Linked DNA regions of Mus musculus: region 1 is linked to region 2. Evidence: chromatin contacts called from public Hi-C data. All regions are on one chromosome and are shown on one strand. The core of a region is the stretch at or near the end of the contact, and the rest is flanking DNA. Distances in the headings are between cores, read along the strand shown.

What was found. A called contact is a pair of places that touch in the nucleus more often than the background predicts.
Region 1: a contact with region 2 is called in a Hi-C map of CD8 T cells, with 2.8 times the contacts expected there. The contact joins two enhancer-like sites. A contact is called at or near these places in 1 of 15 datasets of contacts at CTCF or cohesin (the NIH/3T3 cell line), 8 of 484 Hi-C or Micro-C datasets (CD4 T cells, CD8 T cells, LSK cells and 3 more), 6 of 115 datasets of contacts at active chromatin or transcription factors (T-cell acute lymphoblastic leukemia, embryonic fibroblasts, embryonic stem cells and 1 more) and 1 of 9 other capture datasets (embryonic stem cells).

The regions. Positions count from the first base shown.
Region 1 is chr11:6,701,935-6,707,141 of GRCm38.p6, forward strand. No RefSeq gene overlaps it. Among named protein-coding and RNA genes, the nearest start is that of Gm39575, 9.6 kb to the left of the region's middle. Within about 2 kb of position 3,072, at least 32 of the 459 cell types and tissues checked have an H3K27ac peak or open chromatin away from gene starts, as enhancers often do. A contact at or near this core is called in CD8 T cells, where this site is marked.
Region 2 is chr11:6,766,133-6,771,025 of GRCm38.p6, forward strand. No RefSeq gene overlaps it. Among named protein-coding and RNA genes, the nearest start is that of Gm11981, 49 kb to the left of the region's middle. Within about 2 kb of position 2,914, at least 14 of the 459 cell types and tissues checked have an H3K27ac peak or open chromatin away from gene starts, as enhancers often do. A contact at or near this core is called in CD8 T cells, where this site is marked.

The sequences.
Region 1 (5,207 bases), core at 1,822-4,321, 64 kb before region 2:
TACTGTTGAGCTGTCACTCACACTGTTGAGCTGTCATTCATACTGTTGAGCTGTCACTCACTGATTTCATTTTGGTTACTCTAGAGTTCCATTTTGTTTTGCTCTCAGACTTATGTATACTCTCTGTCTCTTTGTTGGTAGTCCATGCTCATTCTATTAATTATGAAATCCTCTCTTAGTTCTTGAGAAGTAGATCCCTTTGAATTCATGTGTTTGTGTGTATGCATGTTGCATGCATGTGTATGTATTTGTGTGTGCAGCAGGGTGGCAGCCAGAAGTTGTCAGGTGTCTTCCTTGGTCATCTAGCTGTCTTTTTTGTTGTTGTTTTTTGAAACAAGTTTTCTGATAGAGCCTGGAGCTTACTGCTTCAGCTAGATGGGATGGCCAGTGAGCCCCAGGGATCCTCCTGCTTCCTCCACATCCCCAGCCTGTGGGTTACAAGCATGCAGTCCAGTGGGTTCTCACGTGAATGCTAAGGATTGAACTCAACCTCTCATGCTTGCAGGGCTGGCTCAAGCTCTACCAACTGAGTCGTCTCCTCAGCCTGCCGATCTGATTTATAGTAGCCACTTGAAGTTTTGCCAAGTCCAACATTTGGGGCCTCCCAAAGGCAAAGCAGGTTTGCTTGTCTCTCCCCTCCCCCAGTGTGTGCTTTTCTGTTTCCTTACATGTTTAGTGTTTGTTTTGTGAAAAAACTGGAAATTTTAGATAAGGTTCTAACACTAAATAGTGATCTGCATTGTTTGATAGATCCCTGTTTGAGTTCATTGTGCAGTGACTTAGCTTATGAGTTCAAAGTCGCATCGGTACCCTGTGAAAAGTGAGGTCTCTGGTTTTACTGCTCATAAGGCACAGCCTAGGGTACCCCTGACCTCTCTCCTCTAGGCTGATGATGGTTTTATGAGGGCTCTCTCTGACCATTTCCCTGATGTCAAAGTTACTTGGCAAAACTTCAAGTGGCTAAAAACCAAAACAAAACAAAAAAAGAAACAAAAAAACCAAAAAACCCCCGAAGTCACCCACACTTGGTACTTGTTTAGTCTTTTTGTTTGGATCTTTTAAAAAGAACACAATTCATGCCACACAGCCTAAGCACTTGTTTCAAATTCAACTTCTTCCTTCTACTTGCAAACGGAGTCTTTCTAATTAAAAAGCTGCAGAAGACCCAAGTCCGTTGTTTGTTTTCTTCCTGAAGTCAGCAGGATGGCTACATCCTCAGGGCTTTTCTATGTTGAGTCTGACATGAAGGAAAAGAAAGGCAGTCTTCGCATCCTAAACCATGGAGGTTGAAAGACATCTGCATCTCCCTGGGGAAAGTCATGGGATGGAAGGACCAGGGCGCCTCACTGAGCAGGCCACAGGAGAACTCTTGACAAGTCCTGAGTTCAAAATGTTGAGCTGAACCTAAAGGTCAGGAAAATATTCATCTTGTGTGATCGGGTTCCTCACGGTCCAGCACAAGTACTCGCTTTTCTTGGGAGGCGCCCGAGGCATGCCTCACTCGCCATCTTCACTCCTTCTCCTCACCCAGAGTATTCTTGCTTGACTGTTTTCATGAGTGAGGATCCTTGAGTTGCCCACAGTTCCCTGCTCTGCAGTGAACCCTGTGATGAGCACCCTCCAGAGACCTTTCCTGGTGGTCTCAGAGGGCGTCTCTTGGATTCATTCCTAGGATCAGGATTCCTGGATTGCGTACTGGCCGTTTGTATCCTTAATTAGATGGATGCTAACCTGCTGCTTTCAGAGATTGAGAGGGAGGTTCCAGCTTAGCCACAGCTTGGTGGTACACAGCTTTCTATATTTGTGTTGATCCTATTGGGTATAAGTGACATTTCACTTTAAAATTTACGCTTTAGCAGTAATGGCTGTCAGTGTGTCTTCAGAGCTGCTACCAGGCTGGCTTTTTCTGTCTGTGGTAGTCTGTTTATAAACCTCCATCTGTTGGCATTTCTTGTTCTCCCTGGATGTGACCTGCAGAGCTTTGGGATTGGTCTGATGGGTTGGGGGTGGGGAATGGAGAAACAGCCCCCCCCCCCCCCCCCCCGCAAAGGCTGGGATCCTGTGCACCATGCACTCTGATGGAGACACACCAGCAAGCAGTGCAAAAACTCAGCGCATCTATTATATGCAGCATAGTGAGGAGGTGGGCTAGCTGATCTCTGTAGGGGAGAAGTCTCAGGCTGCAGTCACTTCCTGGAGGAGGAAGTCCCTGAGCCTGACCTAGGGAAGGCCTCGCCATTCCCATAGATCCTCGACATAGCTGTGCCTTCGTCAACTATACACATTCACTCGGGACTTTGTCCTCTTCCCATCCCTACTCAGCACAGGAATTCCTAATATGGTCCAGGTGTTCTGGATTCTATTTTCTTGTCCATTTCATGTGGTGGTTTAAAGGCAGACTCTACCCTGGAGATCAGGTGTTCAAGCACTGGGCCTGCAGATGGTGCTGCTGTTTGCGGAGTTGGTAGGATCTGGAGCCTTACTTGGAGGAAGTACATCACTGGTGGTGGGATTTGAGAGTTTTTAGTCGTACCCTACTTCCGGTTTGCTTTCTCTGCTTCCCACGTGCCACTGAGATGTGATTTTCAGCTTCCTGCTTCTGTTGCCATACCTTTCCCGCAGTGTCGGACATCCGGCCCTTGGGAACTGTGGCAAAAACTCTTCCAAACGCTTTTGGTCATGATGGTTTGTTACTGCAACATAGAAGCTGTCACAAAGAAGACTCATGCACACAAATGGCCTCCCAATGGGAACCACAGAAGAAAGTATCTGCTTTGTGTGGGCAAGCATGTCTACGACAGTCCGGGCCTCTGGAATGTCTTCTGTCCTATTTTTGTGGATTCTTTGAAAAAGTTCACAGACAATCAAAGACCCTTCAGGAATAAATCAGGGACTTAAATCCACTTAAGGATCTTGGGAATTACATTTAAGTTGACCTTGAGAGCCACATCCTTGCTGCTGACACCACAGCTGTTAGAGAAGTGGCTCTGGGCCTCCCCTGTCGGCAGCAACATGACATCTACAAGAAGCGATGAAAGCCAAACAAAGCCGTTAGGTATAATTCACCCTAGCTCAAAATGTAACTATACTCTCATAACCCTAAACATCAAACAGCTCTTAAAATGATAGTGGTTCATAGACCACAGGAACATAGAACAGGAAGTTTGAGACGTTCAAAGTGGATGAGATTAATAGACGATAAACACACACTTTGTGTATTATACTGCACACTGTGCTACATTAAAGGGGTGGCAATTTTTAAAATATCAAACAAAAAATCAAATAAGTTATGAGCCGTGATGTATAATACTGAACTGATTAGTTTTTGTAATCTTTGTACAATCATTTGTGTTTTAGGAATCTTAGTAACATCCTTTGAATCATGTCTAAGATCTTCAAGCTTTTCTCTTTTAATTCAAGACTGCATGAAATTGCATCTCCTGACTTCTTATTTGGTAGCTTAGCAACAGCCTCTAAATTTGCAGTTGGCTGGAGGTGGGTCCCATTCTGTTTGTTCCCATCTGAGATGGAGTTGACCCTGCTGGCAGAACTCACAAGCTTTGAAAGAGTGGCATATTTGAACCTGGAGCTTTAGAACGCCCCTCCTCACCTTCCTTCCCTAGGGTTTGTGTGTAAGTACCCTCTAGGCCCTGTTAATCAATAAAACCAGGAAAACCTTTTAAATGAAGAGCTGTATCACTCCTGAGGGAGGTAGATTGTATTTCTTAATAGACATGTCCCCTGACTGGCTGGCAGCTAAGCGCCACACTGAAAGGTGATAATTTCCACTCACGGTTGAAAAGGAAGTGATTTCTGAGTTGTGGCATGGATCTGCAAAGACACCAGGATGCATGTGTTTCTACAAACACCCCTTGCATGGAACTCACGGGGAGGGGGGGGTCAGTCCCCAGCTGAGTGAGCTGTGACCTGGGAGGGCTGTGGATGCCTCATGAACTGACGTGGGTCATTGATCATTAGGTCCACCTCCAGCACATGGCATTTCTTCTGCAAACCCAGCAGCCAGCTGCTCCTAGCCCAGAGACATGCCCTCCTTCTGGGTCTGGACCTGTTGGAGCAAGGGCTGACTGGCACTCATCCCATGTCATGGACTCTCTTAAGAGTCTCAGTTCCTTAGAATCCCTGGTGATCAGGCAGCTGACATTCTGTTGAACTCGTATGTGAGTAGGAAAGATGACAAGACAGTCAGATATTTCTGATAAGAAGACACAGTGGTGATACAAGCCTTTAATCCCAGCACCTGGGAGGCAGAGTCAGGCAGATCTCTGAGGTCGAGGCCAGCCTGGTCTACAGAGTGAGTTCCAGAAGGGCCAACGATACACAGAGAGGCCCTGTCTTGAAAAATGAGAGAGAGAGAGAGAGAGAGAGAGAGAGAGAGAGAGAGAGAGAGAGAGAGAGTCAATCCTTGGTAAAATTCCCAGGGTATGGGGCACCGTGACAGCCTTTTTTGTCACTCTGAAGGAAACGAACATTTCCTAAGGAAGGTGGTGTGACTTGGGTTGGCAGCAACGCTCCCACTTGCCACCCAAACCCTCACGTTCTTTTTTCCATGCGTTCCCTAAGCTCTGGTCTGGACGCTACAAGCTGGCATTTCTACACAAAGAGCGCCAGCCCTCCAAGCCCGAGTCTTGCCAGTCATGTATCCTTCTCCTTCCCTTACGGAAAACTCGGTCCTAAACCCACGCGCCCTCCCGTGGCCCTGCACTCAGGACCCCCTTCACCCAGCGCCACTGGACAGGACGTGTGTTTAGGTTTCCCTAGAACTCTTGGAGTCCTGCTTGCCGTCTTGCTTTCTCTCAGCACCACCCTTTCATCGAAGGTGTTTGGCTCTATCTTCAAAAACATTCCCAGAATCCAACCGTAGTCAGGCACCTCCGCGCGGGCGTAGAGTTCAGGCTGCTCGCCCCTCTTCTGAGCTTTCCTGTTTTGCCAGGTTGCCTTTCAGTGGCCGCCCAACTCATTCTGAATGGATGCCCTGCTAGCTAGCGCCTGTATTCCAGCCACACAGGCCTGCCCCTGGTGTTTGAACACCCCACGCCTTTGCCACTTCCTCTTACTGTAGAACAAACCTGGGTTACTGTTCTGATAGTACGCGTGGGAGGGGCCTTTCTCATGTATCTCTTGTCACAACATCCATCCCATCGAGAGACTCTGTCTGCTAATTCTGTCCAGTTTTTTATTAGAACATT
Region 2 (4,893 bases), core at 1,664-4,163:
ACTTGAAGAGATAGGCTCAGGTTCCCCTATAACAAGTGGAACAGGCACTCTGCCTTTTTTTGGTCTGTTCAGGATGGGTGTTGGGCGTGGGGCTGCTTCTTTCTCAGGTCAGACCCACCAGCCCCTCTTCTCAGGGCAGGCTGTCCTCACTTTCTCTGTGTCCTTCAAGTGTTGTCTGCTGTGAATATGTATGTTCTTCCTGACAGACACACGCTATACAAACATACATTATATAGACTTTGCCTGACCCAAACACACAAATAGACTCATGCAATGACAGAAGTACACACACACACATGCACACATATGCATACAAGACTGACATAGATGATACACACCTACACACACATGACACACATACCCAACACACAGCCACACACACAGTTTGTTCACTTGTCTTTTATGTTTCTGCTTGGTTCTAGCCCAAAAGGTGGTAAGGGAAGGTGTGCTTACTGCCCTTGGGGCAGCTACAGTACCGTCAGGAGCATGCGTGGCTGTGTCGTCAGGAAGACTGTAAGGGTTCCATGTGCTTTCCCAGCTGTGGCATCGGACTTTAAAACCCTGGCTCGCCAGGTCCCACACTGCATCCTCTTTCACTTCACACATTAAAGACGACACACATATATCACAGCATCTCCCTTTGAAATCATCAGGACTTTATTTTGGTACAAAGAATCTTTCTTAGTCACATCCTTGCATGTCCCAGGATAAGGATCCAAGCACAAACCCGCAGCCAATAATAGACGCAGTGGCACTAAATTCACAGAGCACCAGGGGAAAATCCTTAGTGTTCATTCAGCTGAGACAAGATAAGGCGGGCAGAGGACACAGCTGCGGGGCAGCTGGCTTCAGCAGAATGCTCGGTTAGCCTCAGAGTGACAAGGAGTGTGTTGGGGTGGAGGAGAGGGGGAGGACCACAAGCTAACGTGAATAAAAATAGTTGCTTTGGACTCAGCATTCCAAAAATGTTGAGCACTCAATGAGATTTTATTTATATGCACACTTATACTTAGAATAAGAAGTGAAAAATAAACTTAAACTTTTGTTTCTTTTTAGAGAAATATTGGAATGTAGCCCAGGCTAGCCCCTAACTCACAACAATGCTCCTACCTCAGTTTTCCCTGGGATTTTAGGCATGTTCCTGTTTAAAAACAGACGTTTTAAAAAGCAGGAAAGAGAGCAGCTATATTGTCTCTCAAATGGAGATGCTACAAAGCTCCATCAGGAAATAACACAGAGCACGTGACTCCTTGGGGCTGTGAGGAGACCATCTCTGCTGTCCTTTGTCTTCTGAAAATCCTGGGGGAGTTCCTGGGGATACTGGGTTCAGAGAGAGGATGAGAAAGCTAGGTAGGTACCATCTTGATACAAAAGCTGAGCGAGGCCTAAGGACTTTCCAGGCTGGGACATGACAGACTGGACGCATGAGATGGCATTGAGAATGGCATCCCAGATAGAAAAATGGAGTAAGACTTACCACATGAGATGAATTTGGAGCCTGAGTTGGAGGAGTGGAAGAGGGAGGGGAAGAGATCCAAAGCCAGGGGCGGGAGAATGGCTGGGATGTTCCCTACGGTGGGCTGGGGCACTGATGGAGGATGCTGGAGAGCGATTGGGGAGCTGCTGGAGGATCCTGGGTAACTGCTGGGGAGCACCTGAGGGTAACTGCTGGAGGCAGCCACACCAGCATGTGCCCTGACCCCTCCAGTGGCCAGACAGCTATACCTCACGAGGACTCTATTAGGTGGTGAGCTTGGAGACTCTGCTCTCTCCTACATGTGGCTGTGCACTGGACTCTGGCTTTCGAGAAGCAAGACCAACATTCTCCTTTGAGAAGGAGACTCACTGTCCTTGCCCCCAGGAACTCGGGGCACCACCTGCCCTGCCTCTTCCTATGAATGGTTTCAGCTCTCCATCAGGATACTCAGAAACTCCCAACCGAAAAAACACCCTGCGTGTGTGTGATGGTCTAGAGATGGCACCAAGACTCCTCATTTCGTCATCTTCTCCTCTGGACAAAGGTCCTTCAGAACCAGCTGAACTTCCAGCTCCTCCCCACCATGAACAGCCTGCTTTGGGTCACGGTGGCCCTGGCTTCCTCAATACAAAGGGACAAATGAAAGAGACCACAAAGACTGCCCCATGGGTGCATCTGGTGAACATATGTCCTGACATTTCCTAGAAAATACCCCAGTAAATAAAAACAGTGGAGACCATTAGATGACCGAGTCCTTGGAGCAAACTGCTCTCCAGCTCAGAACCCTCCTGAGAAACGAGACCCACCCTGAAGGGTGTGGGAAAACGGACAGTTGCTTGGCTTCTCTTTTTGAGCCACATCCCCTGTTCTGTTCCCATGGATTCTTGGTTCACTCCCGTTCCTTCCAGGCTGGGGCTCCTTGTCTCCATCAGGAGGATCAGCAGGTGTCTAAGAGTGGAGAGGAAGTAGGCTTGGGGCACCAGCACCAGGAAGAGCCTCAGTTTAGGGACGAGGTCCTGGCTTGGACAGTGAGGATTTGTCCATCAAGGTAAGAGGAGCATCTTCAGATACCTGTGAAGCCAGGCGCACCGAATTGCCGTGGTTACTGAGCTCGTTTAGTTTATTTGTCCATTCCACAAACGGGTCAGCATTTGGATTCTAGTGGCTATGGCAGGATATAGGGAGCGATCCCCGTGCTGTGCAAGGCTGCTTCGTATATATTATCTTCACCACAAGCATCCCGTGGTAGCATCCGTGTATTTGTGAGCAGTATCCCGGGCTTGAACTGAGCATCTAAGTTCAGCATCTCCGACGGAATGCATCCCTAAGTAGGATAAACTGAGCACTCCAGATCGAGAAACCCTAATTGAGCACCACACCTTTTGGGTGGACCAACAGAACCTCAGCGAGCACTGCCTTCCTGGCCTGGACTCTGCCGCCCCCTGCCGGTGATTCTTCATACTGCAGACCCTCAGCTCTCCAAGGGGGCTAAGTGTACAATGCTCTCCAATCAAAGGGCAGTGTTACAGGTTCATTCACTGCTGTGATAAAGCACCTTGGCCAGAAGTAACTTGGGGAGGAAAGGTTTTATTTGGCTCACATTTCCAAATTACATTTACTCGCAATACAACACTAAGGGAAGTCGGGGCAGGACCTGAAGCAGAGACCACGGAGTATCAGGCTGTTTACTGTCTTACTCTCTGGGTCGTGCTCAGCAGGCTTTCTTATATTGCCCAGGCCTGCCTGCTTAGGGATGGTGCCACCCACAATGATCAGGGCCCTCCCACATCAGTCAGTCATTCTTCAATTGAAGTTCAACCTTTCAAAGTGACTCTAAGTTGTGTCAAGGTGACAAGATCTAATAAACACAGGCCTTTTCGCTTCAGTGACAAATGCTCAAGAGGGCTGCCCCTCTGTAGAGTGACCCAGATTGTCTCACAGATCCCTCAAGTTTGATCCCCTACCATCTATGACACGTCTGACTAGAGGCCAGAGCTGGAAGGGTCCAACAACTATGGAGAACCCGTTTCCCCTGCGTACAGGAGACACAGGTCAGACAGCAGGCTTGGTTCTGTTTGGGAGAACTAGCGGCAAGGCCAGGCATGGAACCTGCCTCTCGACTCTTAACCCATGACTTTCCCCGTTACTCTGAGTCCCCAAGGAGTCTCTGGGACAGCCTTGTGCTTCCCCTGGAAACTCTCTACAGGGATCATAGTCTTTCCTGTGCTTGTGAGCTTGGCTATGGCTCTCTCATTAGGGTTGCTTTGAGCGTTTTAGGCCACCATACACACAGCCACTGGAGCTGAGCTAAGTAGGCTTGGTGAAGGTTGGGTCTGGAGACTCTGTCTGGTGCCTTCTCTCCTAATGGTATGTTTTGATTTGTTAATTTGGGTACTGGGCCTTCCCAGGGTTCTCAGGGACCTGTGACAATCTCAGAGGCCTCATCGATCTTAGAGGGTTTTCTTCTGAACCCCTTCCCACTACCCCAGAAGTGACCAGGCTGTGTATTAACTCTGGCCAAAATTCAGATGCTCTAGAAGGCAAGACATGAGCCGACTGACAGTTGAAAGATGTCCCCAGATCAGAGAGACAGGGAAAGAAATGGCTGCTGAATGTTTCCTTCCCCCAAGGGACCTAGCAGAGTGGAGGGGTGGCCTCTAGGTACAGGCCATCAGGAAGGTGTTGGGATGTGGGGCAGGTGACATGGCCTTTTGTCTGAGTGACCCCTGAGAGGTGAACAACGGCAGCAAGGAGAGAAAGCAGGTAAGAGAGGGCAAGGCCCCATTCGGGAATGGGGGGGGGGCGTTGCGGTCTGGGGGGAGGCAAGAAGGATATCATTAGGGTGAGAGGTCAGTGCCTCAGGGCTGTCTGGGTGGGCACCTGGCAGCGTTCTTAGTTCAGGAAGTGAGGAGGAAGGCAGCCTTGGTGAGCCCCTGCGCTGCCAGAGATCCTTGCACTCCATGCATACAGGAGCAGGATGCAGCTGGGATTAACTGTTCCCTTTCCAAAGCAAAAAGGACAATTGAGGCACACAGACGGGGGAGACAAGGGAAAGTCAAGTTGCGTTTCCCATGTGGTGGCATGATTTCTCTTTAGGAAGGAATGACCACTGTTAGGAAAGTCGCAGGGAAGTTCAAAGAACAGCTCCCGAGCCCAGGAGCTGGGAGGAGAGAGGTAAGAAATGGGCAGACAGCTGTGCAGCTCAGGGATTCTGTGCCTGGCAGGACCAAGAGTTTCAGGACAAGGGCTGCAGGCCTTGGCTGTAAACTCCAGAGTTACTTTTATATTAATCTGCATATTCGTACACGTACAAAGACATATAGATGTCATGTCAATTGAAGACATAGATGGTCATGTAGCCCATCTCCTCTCTTTCCCCCTTTAATCCTAGGATAATTTATGCCACAGACATCTTG